2 separate regions of the Oryctolagus cuniculus genome follow, and region 2 is linked to region 1. Evidence: chromatin contacts called from public Hi-C data. All regions are on one chromosome and are shown on one strand. Each heading gives the region's core, a stretch centred on a gene start, on an enhancer-like site or on the middle of the called end of the contact. The rest is flanking DNA. Distances are from core to core; before and after follow the strand shown. Region 1 has its middle 110 kb from the start of ZNF280D. Region 2 holds the start of LOC138844693 (a long non-coding RNA gene).

Region 1 (6,398 bases), core at 384-2,883:
CTTTAGTTTCTTTAAATAAAAGATTAAGTCTTTCCATTTCTCTATCTCCTTCAAGTGTATGGGATCTGTAAAAGTTTAAATGACTCGAGCCAGCAGAGATTGTACTATCTGGATCCTATGGGTCAATGGCGGAGGTTTGATTTTCTGGTCCCTGGGCTGGTGACCTATGAAGTATGGTTTTTTTCTGGTCTGGCCTTTTGACACAAAGTCATTATCTCTGGAATTTGTTGTTCTGGTCATCTGAAAATTTCTTACTCAGCTACATCTTTGTTTTGACCAGAACCCTCTGATATACCCTGTGCTCTCAAAATCTCTGTGTCTCATCAGAACATGTGAGACTTGCTAGAACTCCTATACAACACCAAGGTCACAGGACCCAGGAGTGATGGCTCAAGTTCATCCATCAACCTTCCTCCCACCTCCACCTCCTCACCACCACTCCTTGCCAGGACTCTGGCCTCTGACCTTCATGCCTCCTGTTTACCTTCCTTATTTCTTTGGTAATCCCTGGAACTGGAAAGAGCAGTCTTTAGACGAGTCATTCATCCATGTAATCTCTCCCTTGTAGGCTAGCACCACAAGCCTCATGACCTAGCTTTCATGAATGGAAAGGATATTTTCTCTACACTTAAGAAAAAATACTATGATTCGAGTCCTCCCTCTACCCCTATTAGGTTGATGTGCCTTAAATCTGAATTTAGAAAATCCTTTCTCTATAAAACATAGCTGCTTTGCTGTGGAACAAGTGAAAAAATGTAATCAAAGCACAAAGATCAGAAATTACTTTGTTGTTCTAGAGCTATGCTGTCAGACATGGTAGCTACTAGCCCCATGTAGTTATTTAACCATAACCTTAAAATAATTAAAATAAATTAAAAATTAATATTAGCCACAAAACAAGTTTTCAGTAGCTGTCAGTAGTGGCTGCCATGTTGCACAACAAAGGTGTAGAACATTAATGTCATCACAAAAATTTACATTGAGCAACTATTCTAGAGGATGTCTACCCTTCTCTCTTTTTCTTGAAGCACCAAAAAAGTTTATTTAGAGGGTTGGGAAGCTTTCCATAAGAATACGTTCTTCAGGATGTGGTACTGCATCTGAAAATATATTTTTAAACAATTACTCGATGTTGTGGTTGTTCTGGACTCCCAAGAAGCCAGATTAGTCAATAAGCCTCACCCACTTCCCCAAATGCCAGTGATGTTCTCTATTTCTCCTAAGGAGAAGCTACAGAATTTATGGAGAACAGTGCAAAATTTTATTCAAAAAGTATTTAAAATTTCAAGACAGCAATAGCATAGCATGAATCAAGTACAGGATCTTCTGAGTGCAGGTCCCAATGTGACTGCATACATCTCACACCTATATAACTGGCCTTGTTGTAAGATAATCACACCCAAAAGAGAAATCAAGTCAGCTCTGCGGGCTTAGTGGGGAATTTACTCAGGAGCAGCAATGCCAGAGCCCACAGCTGCACTAGTGCTGGCCAAGCTCAGATGTTAACTCAGACAGCTGCCCAAGGAATGCCTGTGGCTAGAGGGAGCTGCCTCGCCAAAAAGCAGCAACAGGGAATAAGGGCCCCAACATGATGTATTGGAAAGCCTACAGCTGGAAGGTCTGGGCATGTCCGCCGCTTCCAGTTGCGTATGTCTCCATCAGAGCCAGAGGGATGTCCTGCCAGAAAGGCTGAGACCTGTCATGGCTTTCATTTTAGAAACTGTTGGGGGACAGGGAAAGGCAACACATCCAGGAGTTTCAGCCAGGGGAATCTCGTCCAGCTTCTTACCTGGACTCCGGACACGAGTGAAGCAGGTTGTCCAGGAGCCTGCACACAGGGGAGGGCTTAACTGCCTCCATCAGGGAGACAAGGGAGTTTGAGGAAAGGCTAGAACAACAGGCACTCAGCACTTCAGAATGAATCATCAATTCAGAGGAGCAACGCGGAGAAAAAGAACCTGTTTGTAAGGCAACTAAACAAAAACTTAGGAGACCAGACAAAAACAGAAAGATCTGAGGTGGAAGGTGAGACTTGGAACTTGTAAACATTCTGTAAGATAAGTAAATTAACGCCCACCGCTTTTTAGAATGTAGCAGATTGGTACTTACACACAGAAATGCTGGTAAAATACAATAAAATTATTTTTAAATGAATAACTGAGTACAAAAGAAAGAAAGATAGGGGCCGGCGCTATATTGCATCAGGTTAAAGCCCCTGCCAGCAGTGCCGGCATCCTGTATGGGCCCCAGTTCAAGTCTCGGCTGTTGCTCTTCTGATCCAGCTCTCTGCTATGGCCTGGGAAAGCAGTGGAAGATGGCCCAAGTGCTTGGGCACCTGCACCCATGTGTGAGACCTGGAAGAAGCTCCTGACTTCGGATAGGCGCAGCTCCAGGCATTTTGGTCAATTGGGCAGTTAACCAGCAAATGGAAGTCTCCCTCTCCCTCTCCCTCTCCCTCTCCCTCTCCCTCTCCCTCTCCCTCTCCCTCTCCCTCTCTCTGCCTCTCCTTCTCTCTCCCTCTCCTTCTCTCTGTGTGTAACTTGGACTTTCTAATAAATAAATTTTTAAAAACAAAACAAAAGAAAGATAGTCCGGGGCAATTGTTGCCCACATCTCATATCGAAGTACCTGGGTTTGAGCCCTGGCTACATTCTTGAATCCAGCTTCCTGCTAATGCACACCCTGGGAGTTAGCAGATGATAGTTCAAGTACTCGGGACCCTGACACCCATATCCGAGACCTGGATTAAATTCTTGGCTCCCAGCTTCAGCTTGGCCCAGCACTGGCTATTGCAGGTACTTGGGGGAGTAAACCAGTGCTCTTTCTTTGTGTATCTTTCTCTGTGTGTGTGTGTCAAATAAATAAATGATTTTTAAAGGGTTTTAGAATAAAGAGAGAAAATAAAGCCACAGTGGATTTAGTCTGAGTTGACCCCCTGATTCATCTAATGATCAAAGTGGTTTTTGTTCAAGGTTTTCTTCAGGAGTCCTTGTCTATGGCAATGATCCCTGACTTTGGGCAAATACAGTCTGGCCCTGAACCCAGCCCAGGCCCCGGCCACCTTCGGTTGTTCACATTCAGACATTGCATAAGGAAACTCCCTGAGCTTCCTGAGTTACAGATTTTGGGATCTAAGGGATGTCTTGGGAGGAGAACATTTGAAGAGGTACCTCTGTATAAAAATAAAAGTAGACAAATTCAATCCCCCAATGTGAGAGTTTTTTTAAGTTTATTTATTTATTTATTTGAAAGGAAGAGACAGAGATGGAGACAGACAGAAAGGTCTTTCACCCACAGGTTCACTCTCCTAATACTCACAAAAGCTGGAGGTGGGCCAGGTGGAAGCCAGGAGCCAGAAACTCCATCCAGGTCACCCACATGAGTGACAAAGACCCAAGAACTTGAATTTTCATCTGCTGCCTTCCAGGGTGTACAATAGTAGGGAGCTGGATCAGAAGCAGAGGCAGGACTTGATCTCTGGCATTTTTTTTTTAAGATTTTATTTATTTATTTGAGAGGTAGAATTATAGACAGAGAGAGGGAAAGACAGAGAAAAAGGTCTTACATCCTCTAGTTAACTCCCCAAATGGCCGCAATGGCCAGAGCAGGGCCCATCTGAAGCCAGGAACTGGGAGATTCTTCCAGGTCTCCCACGTGGGTGCAGGGGCCCAAACACTTGGGCCATATTCTACTGCTTTCTGAATCAAAAGAGAAACAACCAGGACACAAATCAGCACCCATATGGAAGGCTGGCACCACAGGTAGAGGCTTAATCTGCTCTGCCATAGGCCAGCCCCGGATGCCTGGCACTTTGATAAGCTACGCAGGTGTCTTCCTAAGTGGCAGCTTCACCCAAGGTACCACACACCTACCCTAAGAAGCCAAGGATTTTAATTTCTCACTGGAGTATTTTTCATTTTAATCATAATTTCATTTTAAAAAATGATTTATTTATTTATTTGAAAGGCAGAGTTACACAGAGACAATGAGAGAGAGAGAGAGAGAGGTCGTCCATCTGCTGGTCCACTCTCTAATTGGCCGCAACGGCCGGAGGAACTGTGCTGATCTGAAGCCAAGAGCCAGGAGCTTCTTCCAGGTCTCCCATGCAGTTGCAGGGGCCCAAGGACTTGGACCATCCTCATTGCTTTCCCAGGCCACAGCAGAGAGCTGGATCGGAAGTGGAGCAGCTGGGACATGAACCGGTGCCCTTATGGGATGCTGGCACTGTAGGCAGCAGCCTTACCTGCTACACGACAACGCCGGCCCTTTAATCATACCTTCTTGATTCTTGTAACCTTTAGTAAAAAGAAAAATGGAGAATGGGGGCCAGAGCGGGGGGAGATCAACCTAACAGAAAAATTAGAGAAAAAGAAAAAAGAAAGTTTAAGAATGTTGAATAGAAAACACAATAGAAATCATTTATCAATAATCAAAGTATATGTAAATACTAATATACTAAATTTGATATTTTTAAAAATATTTATTTTTTTATTTATTGGAAAGATGAAGTTACAGGGAAAGAGATGGAGCCAGAGAGAGAGAGAGAGTTTCCATCTGCTTGTTCACTCCCCGATGGCTGCAACAGCCAGACCTAAGCTGACCCGAAGCCAGGAACCAGGAGCTTCTTCTGGGTCTCCCATGCAAGTACAGGAACCCGAGCCCTTGGGCCATCTTGTACTGCTCTCCCAGAGCAGCCAGGACTCGAACCAGTGCCCATATGGGATGCTGTCACTGCTTGTAGGGGCTTTAACACACTATGCCACAGCGCCAGCCCCAAAACTTGCTATTAAAAGACAGCTCCCATGATGCTAAAAAGATTCAGTCAGGTACCACTTATGAGAGGGACACCTAAAGCATGATGACAGAGAGAGGTTATTATGGAAACACAAGGATAAAATGTACTAGAAAAATCTTTTTAACATTAAAATACAAGAATATTACCATCAATTTTTAAAGCGTTAGGATGAAAAATATGCAGAATAAATGGGTTATTACATAATGACAAAGTAATAAAAAGAATAATTCACATTGAATAAATGCTAATTTAAAGCTTCAGTGTTGCCTCTGCCTGTATGTGTACATTCTCAAAGTTACAAGGTGACAATAATGAATCTATAATTGTAGTTGTAGATGATCGAAACAATGTAAGCAACAGTACACTGAAAATTATAAGAGCTACTCTTCCACACTTGAAATGTTTACAAAACTGAATGTAGTTTGTATAAAAGCAAATTTCAAACAAATATCAATGACCTCAAATCATCTGAAATGTGTTCTCTGACAAAAATGTAATAAAATTAGCAATCAATGTAATAGTTCCACTATGCTCATTCGTTTTAGAAGCTTTTAAATAATTATTATGGGAGAAAAATGAATGGAAATTATCAAATGCATGTCACTACTCAGATAATGAAAATACTCAGATAATGAAATCAAATACTCAGATAATGAAAATACGAGTATCAAAATATGTGATGTGCAGTTCAAACAGTATTTTAAAGAAAATTTAGGGATTTCAGTGTATGTAATAGAAGAGATGGAAGCATAAAGTTCAAAGTGGGGGAGGGGGAATCAGAACAGAGAAAGCAGAAGGAAAGAGTCATAATAAAATAAGAGAATAGATAAAGAATCAATAGATTTAACAGATCTAAGAATTACTTCTTTTTAAAAAAAGATGTATTTATTTATTTATTTGAGAGACAGAGTTATATACAGAGAGAAAGAGAGCTTGGTCTTCCATGCACTGCTTCACTCCCCAAGTGGCCACAGTTGCTGCAACTGGGCTGATCCGAAGCCAGGAGCCAGGAGCTTCTTCCGGGTCTCCCAGGAGGGTACAGTGGCCCAACCATTTTGGCCACCTTCTACCACTTTTCCAGGCCATTAGCAGGGAGCTGGATCAGAAGTGGAGCGGCCAGGACACAAACCAGCACCCATGTTGGATGCTGGCCCTGCAGGCAGAGGCTTAACCTACTATGCCACAGTGCCAGCCCTAGAGTTATTTCTTTTAAGAGACAACAGATCCAAAAGTTAACTCTTTTGGTGTAGTAATAAGATAAACCTGGCAAGATTGTTGATGGGGACCGGCACTGTGGTACAGCAGGTTAAAGCCCGGGCCTGCAATGCTGGTATCCCATAAAGGTGCTGGTTTGAGTCCTGACTGCTCCACTTCAGATCCAGCTCCCTGCTAATGCATGTGGGAAAGCACCAGAGGATGGCCCAAGTGTTTGGGCCGCTGCACCCACGTGGGAGACCTGGAAGAAGCTCATGGCTCTAGCTCCTGGCTTTGGATCAGCTCAGCTTTGACTGTTGCAGCCATTTGAAGGGTAAACCAGCAGATGGAAGATCTCTCTCTCTCTCTCTTTCTTCTTCTTCTCTTTGTAAATCTGTCTTTCAAATAA
Region 2 (6,242 bases), core at 1,120-3,619, 550 kb after region 1:
GCTAGTGCATCCAGGAGGCAGGTGATGACTCAAGTAATTTGGTCCCTGTTACCCATGTGGGAGACCCAGATGGTGGAGTTCCTGGCTCCTGGCTTCAGCTTTGTCCTATTGCTTTATTTGGGGAGTGAACCTATGGAAGGAAGATCTTATCTCTGTCTGTCTCTCTCCCACCCCCACCTTTGAAGTAGATGAAAATAAATAACCACTTAAATAAATAAGCATATTACACATAAAGGTATCATTCCTTTTTGTTGCTGTTTGCAGAAATTGAGTCATACTCTATATAGTTCTCTGCCACTTGTTTTGCTCACTGAACAATACATTGTGGAACTACTTCTGGGTGCATAGATTTAGATTTTTTATTTTAAAGATTCATTTATTTATTTGAAAGGCAGGGATACAGAGAAAGCAGGCGAGATCTTCCATCTGCTGGTCCACTCCCCAAATGGCAGCAACGGCCATCTTCCACTGCTTTCCCAGGCCATAGCAGAGAGCTGGAATGGAAAAGGAGCAACCAGGACACGAACCTGGTGCCAGTGCCACAGGCGGAGGCTTAACCCACCACATCACAGCACCAGCCCCTCATCATTTTATTTTTTTAAAAATATTTTTATTTATATATTTGAAAGGCAGAGTGGTAGGGGCAGGGAGAGGGAGAAAGAGAGACAGAAATGTCCCATTCACTGGTTCAGTACCCAAATGCCCGCAACAGCTCAGGCTGGGCCAGGCTGAAGCCGGAATGGGGCACTCAGTACAAGTCTCCTACATGGGTAGCAGAGACTCAGGTGCTTGAACCATCATTGCTGACTCCCTGGTGTTGGAAGCAGGCAAATAGAATAAAATTGATTAGGTTTGTGAGCTGAAGACCACGCCTTCACCACGCCCCTGTGTGACCTCATGCCCCTACCTGACCACACCTGTGTGCCCCCGGCCAATCAGGTTAATTAACCACTCTCCTGAGGGTGGATTAAAAGCCAGTGACATGATGTGCCCAGCCCTTTTTTTCCTCTTTGGCTTCTTGCCATTGTGGGCCGTGGCCCTGCACCTCCAGGGCACATGGCCTTTGGGCCACCTGCCCCATGCTTCCTGGCTTGGGTGCTCCTCCACGTGGCTGGCTCCTGGTGCTTGGTATGAATCCAGATTTCCCTCTCCTTTTAGATAAGGGCCCTCACTCTCCTGTGCATCTTTCTCACTGAATAAAAGCTTCAAACATATCAAGCTGCCTTGTTCATTTATGCCGGTATTCAGAATTCTTCTCTAAATAGTAGGAACCCACACGGGCTTATTAATATTGGGAATTTATTAATAAGCACACAGTGATATCATACGGCACCCATAGTCCGAGTTCACTGGTGCATTAGCAGGAAGCTGGGTCAGCAGCAGAGTAGCCAGCACTCAGAGTAGCACTCTGATGTGGGGTGTGGGTGTCCCAAGAGGCAGAGTAATCCATTGTACCACAACGCCACTGGACTTCCTTATTTTTTGTAATGTGTCTATAACACTCCATCGTGGGGACTCCAACGAGCCCTGCTACACAGCCCAGAGATTTTTTTCCAATGATAAAATAAAACCGGAATGTCAAAAAAAAAAAAAAAAAAAAGGTTTGAGACGTTAATGCACTCTTTCTTACCTGTCAGGGAGTTACATTACCTGTATGGTACACAAGCCGAAAGCAGCAGCCTTGTGTGTGTGCATGTTTGTAGAGGAGAAGCGGTGGGCTCTGCCCTGGGCAGGCTGTGCTCCTGCTGGAGAGGTGAGTCACGCGTGGCTACCAGCCAGCCATCCCTGGCCGGTGTGCGATGGAGCGCTGCCATCGTGAAGGCTGGAATGAGAGCAGCCGCAGAGAACACACGAGAAGGACTGGGTGCTGTGCCCTGGGGCCGAGCTGTGGACTCCCTCAGGGAAACTGGGGTTCGTCAAGGGACCGGGTGGGAGCTTCCTCCAGTGCTCCCCCGGCAGTTGCAGTAGCCCCGGGGTTGTTTTGGCCTTTCCTTCCCATTGAGCCCTGGCCTCTTGGTTTTCTAACTGCAGCAGGAATGAAAGTCTGAGATTTCAATCAAAAGCTTAAGAAAATAATAATCCTTGGTTGCCCTAATTCTTTCCTGAAATACCTCACAGTGCCAGAAATTGTCTTTAAGCCCCTTTTCTCCTCTCATGCTTTAAATTTCTTTCTTAATTAAAAAGAGTTGTTTAGCTGAAGTGAGCCCCAAAGTGCTTATTTATTTTAACTTATCTCCTTGGTTCTTTCCTCCTTATCTTTACCAGTGACTCCCGCACTCTCTGTCTTCTGTCTTAGAAGTGCCTGTTGGCCCTGTCGCCGAAGTAAGGCAGTAACGAGCTTTGTGACCAGCCCATTGCCAGTCCTGGTGCGGTCAGTAACAGAAGTCACGGAGCCCTCCATCTCAGCGGCCCTGAGTGGGCTCCCTGTCTCTGCCGGAGATTTCTGAATTTTTCCCCCTCAGATTAATTTCTGCTTTACTCAGCCCTACCAGCATTTGACGACAGCATACCCCCCAAGTTAACCATGGATCGCTGACTGCGGTGAAGGTGCCTGTGCGGACTGACAAGAGATTTTCCCATCACCCGAGGCCGCTGAGGGCAGCACCCGGGCTGGGAGTGCCTGGGAGCCTCGCCACCCAGGGCCTTGGAGCTTTGCGCTCCGAGGGAATGTGATAGAATTAAGTTTGACTCAACAAATGAGGTCACTGGGAAGATGTGCTGGTGTTAAATTTACTGTCAATGCCAGGGTCAATTTACTAAATAGTCATTTGCTTGTGGTTCCAAATGACCTCTGGGTAAATTCTGGAAACTGCCTGGGCAGAAGATAGCTCTCATATGAAGTCACCGAAATCTGGTCAGTGTGACTTTGGTGTCTCTTGGCGTACTGGAAAGTTTTCCCCTGACACGGTGCCTGTCTGGTGTGTAAAGCCTTTGAAATCTGTGGATGGTGACTTACGATCAGTCCGGAAACTAGATGGCAGTTGGAGGAGACACTGTGACTGGTGCGGGAGACGGAGTTCTATTCTGCCAGGCATTACTGGGGTGAACAGCTGGTCCTAGAGGTGTCTCCAGAGCACAGATCGCGCCGCTTGCCGAGTATGAAGAAGTAAGGAACTCTGTCCATCAGCCAGTGTCAGGCCCAGTGCTGCCCTCTGCCTGCTCTCCTGAGCCTCAGCTTTCTTGTCTGTCAGGTGGAAGCATGAACCCCTTACCTACCCCTCACCTCGCAGGACTGTGAATGTGAGTAAGATGAGAGTGCAGGCATAACAGTGCCACACAAACTTAAAAGCTTACACAAGGGGCCCGCGCTGTGGCGTGATAGGTTGTCTCCACCTGCGGTGCCGGCATCTCACATGGGCGCCGCTCCAGCCTCTGCGGTCGGTTGGGGAGTGAACCAGCAGATGGAAGACCTCTCTGTCTCTCCCTCTCTGTAATTCTGCTTCTCGAGTAAATAAAATATATCTTAAAAAAATAACAAAAGTTCTACACAAATAGGAAGCACTAGTGGAAATCATTCTTAGATTCTTTTTGCTCTTTTTAAAATTCATTTTTATTTGAAAGGCAAAGAGACAGAAGCAGAGAGACACATAGAGGTCCATCGGCTGGTTCACTCCCCAAATACATACAACAGCTGAAGCTAGGCCAGGTAGAAACCAGGAGCTGGCCACAGTCCGGGTCTCCCAGGAGGGTGGCAGGATCCGAGTCTTGAATTGTCTTCTGTCTCCCAGGGTGCACGTTAGCAGGACGCCGAAACGAGAAGTGCAGCTGGGGTTCAAACCCAGACTCTGATTCGGGCTCTGGGTGTCCCCATGGTGTCCTAACTGCTGCGCTGGGACTCTGCTCCCCTCCCCTAGCCCATATCCTCTCGGAGGAAGCTTCTCGGTCATTTCCCATCTTAGATTTAGGAATTCGCTCCACACATCCTTGCTGAGCCTGTGCTGGTTCACACGTCACCACCCAGCTGTTCTCTGGCCAGACCCTTGGGAGTGAGCCTGCACTTTCTTGCTGGTTCTGCTGCTGCCTCATTCTGTGTCTCAGACGCTGGGGCCAGGAGGCTTGTTCCTGAGAGTTGCTCAGCTGTGTCTTCTGGAATCGTCTCAGAGAATTCTTGGGCAGACAGCCACTTTCCTTAGACCAAATGAGGGCTCCTGAATTTGCAGAGTCAGTATGGCACAGGGGCAGCCTGTGGGACAGGGAGCCAGGGCCACCACTAATCAGTTACCCCCAACCCTGCTGAGCCTGGGTTTTCTCATCCATGAAGTGCAGATAATACACCTACCTTGCTGAGTATTCACGAGGATGGAGTCAATGGGTGACAGGGCTGGCACACAGTAGGCACTAATGTCCTTTTCCTCCTTGCTTCTTTCCTCATTCCATCCCCCTACTCAGTTTGCCTGCAAGGCACTATCTCCTCTCTCTTCATTAGATGCTCCAAGTTCTCTCTTTTTTAAAAGATTTATTCATTTGGATCAGCTACTGAGAGAAGGAGAGATGAGAAAAAGAGAGACCTTCCAATTGCTGGTTCACTCCCCAGATGGCCGCAATGGCCAGGGCTGAGCCAGATGGAAGCCAGGAGCTCCATCAGGTCTCCGTCGTGGGTGGCAGGGGCCTGAATACTTGGGCCGTCTTCTATAGCTTTTCCCAGGCCATTAGCAGGGAGCTGCATTGGCAGTTGAGCAGCCAGGACATGAACTGGCACCAATATGGGATGCTGGTGTCACAAGCAGTGGCCTCACCTGCTGTGCCACATTGCCAGCCCTTCCAATTTCTCTTTGCGAAGATTCCAGAAAGCGGAGTGGACCATGTCTGGGCATCCACCGGGAGAAGACCTCAAAGGAAGCACGCCTACATCCCCCCTCCCATTGGCTTTCCCTGTGTTGCCCCAGGTTCCTGCACCTTTGGAACTGTGTGGAGTAAGTGTGGATGTGTCATGTGGCCACACCCATAGCTGTGCATGAAGAATCACGCCATCTGTCTACTGGCAAACTGTGGGGTAGCTGTGTGTGGTGTGCTGTCCACCAAGTACTGTGTGGGTGCTGGGGTGACCCCAAAGGAAAGAAGGGAGAGTCTGAAGAGGTGTTGGGTAGGATGCTTGGTGGAGCTGATTGAGTGCCTTACGCCTGGAGGCTGTTGACACCCCTGTCGTGAAGGAGGTGACACACACAGGAGGTGACATACATGGTGGGGATGGAAATCAAGTGCAGTGCAGGTTTCCTGCATTTCATTTGAGCTGTTTCTTTGGAATCCAGGTCCCTGGGATGACAGGGCCTGGGAGCCAGCCACACGTGTTCCACACCTGTGCTCCTCTCCGTTCTGTAGGGGGGCAGGTAGACAACAAAGTGTGGCTTTCTGGAAGGGCAGGCAGCATTGACATTTGGAGCACAACCCCGTCCTCCGTGGGGCCCGCCTCCTCTCCTGCCCGTCTAGGACTTCTCCGTCCATCTTGCTCCTCTTTTCTTTTGTCTGTCCCAATGGCTGTCACTGCCATCTTGGGACCCCTTTGCCATCATACACCTGCGTGTTCCAAAGTGTGTTCTGTGAAACACTGGTTATTTGAGAAGTGCCTTATACAGTGGGTCTCATGGTTAATGGAAGGGGCGCCACAGACTCTGTCTCCCTCTTGGGGGAGATTCTTAATCATATTATTTATGAAGAACCCTGTAAAAAATCTCATAATCAATGGCTTAATTTTGCTGACACAATTTCCCCCCAGCTTTTGATCCTGGGCCCTTTCCTGTGAACTTGCAAGGAACACGTATTAGCGGTGTTTGGCGAAAAACTGGCATGAACAATGTATTATTTGTAGGAATGCTGTGAAGTCAAATTCACTAACGAGAAATCTGGCATCCAAGGACTATGGAAAAATGTGTGTGCTTTAATGAAAATATGACATTGGTGTAGGCCAGAGGCTCCCACCCGTTCACCACAAAAGATCCTTTTTAGTTCTTTCCCCCAAGGGATCCCATGTTTTGAAAGCTTTTATCTACCCAACAAGCTACATTTATTGAATAATAATTTGTTTCTTTGAGTTTTATTCATCAAAGACATCTAACTGCCAATTAGTGCTTCTGATCAGTCCAGATAACCACGGTTACCACACTGAGTTGATATGACTCCAGCCCAAAGCAAATAAACTTCATGTTTTATTTAGTCTGGGAACCTCCTTGAGGTAAATGTATGATTTCCTTTGGGCTTTTTGAAATCTTGAAAATAGCTTGCAGCTCTCTCCCACTCCCACTGCC

The links. A called contact is a pair of places that touch in the nucleus more often than the background predicts.
Region 2: a contact with region 1 is called in a Hi-C map of skin fibroblasts, with 2.4 times the contacts expected there. The contact joins two enhancer-like sites. A contact is called at or near these places in 5 of 6 Hi-C or Micro-C datasets (ear pinna, embryonic fibroblasts, psoas muscle and 2 more).

The regions. Positions count from the first base shown.
Region 1 is chr12:79,574,493-79,580,890 of mOryCun1.1, forward strand. No RefSeq gene overlaps it. Among named protein-coding and RNA genes, the nearest start is that of ZNF280D, 110 kb to the left of the region's middle. Within about 2 kb of position 1,634, at least 2 of the 8 cell types and tissues checked have an H3K27ac peak or open chromatin away from gene starts, as enhancers often do. A contact at or near this core is called in ear pinna, where this site is marked.
Region 2 is chr12:80,125,887-80,132,128 of mOryCun1.1, forward strand. LOC138844694 (a long non-coding RNA gene) reads left to right here. Exons shown (of 2, transcript XR_011380920.1): 2 at 1-1,743. LOC138844693 (a long non-coding RNA gene) reads right to left here and starts at 5,994. Exons shown (of 2, transcript XR_011380919.1): 1 at 1,651-5,994; 2 at 347-494. Within about 2 kb of position 2,370, at least 3 of the 8 cell types and tissues checked have an H3K27ac peak or open chromatin away from gene starts, as enhancers often do. A contact at or near this core is called in ear pinna, where this site is marked.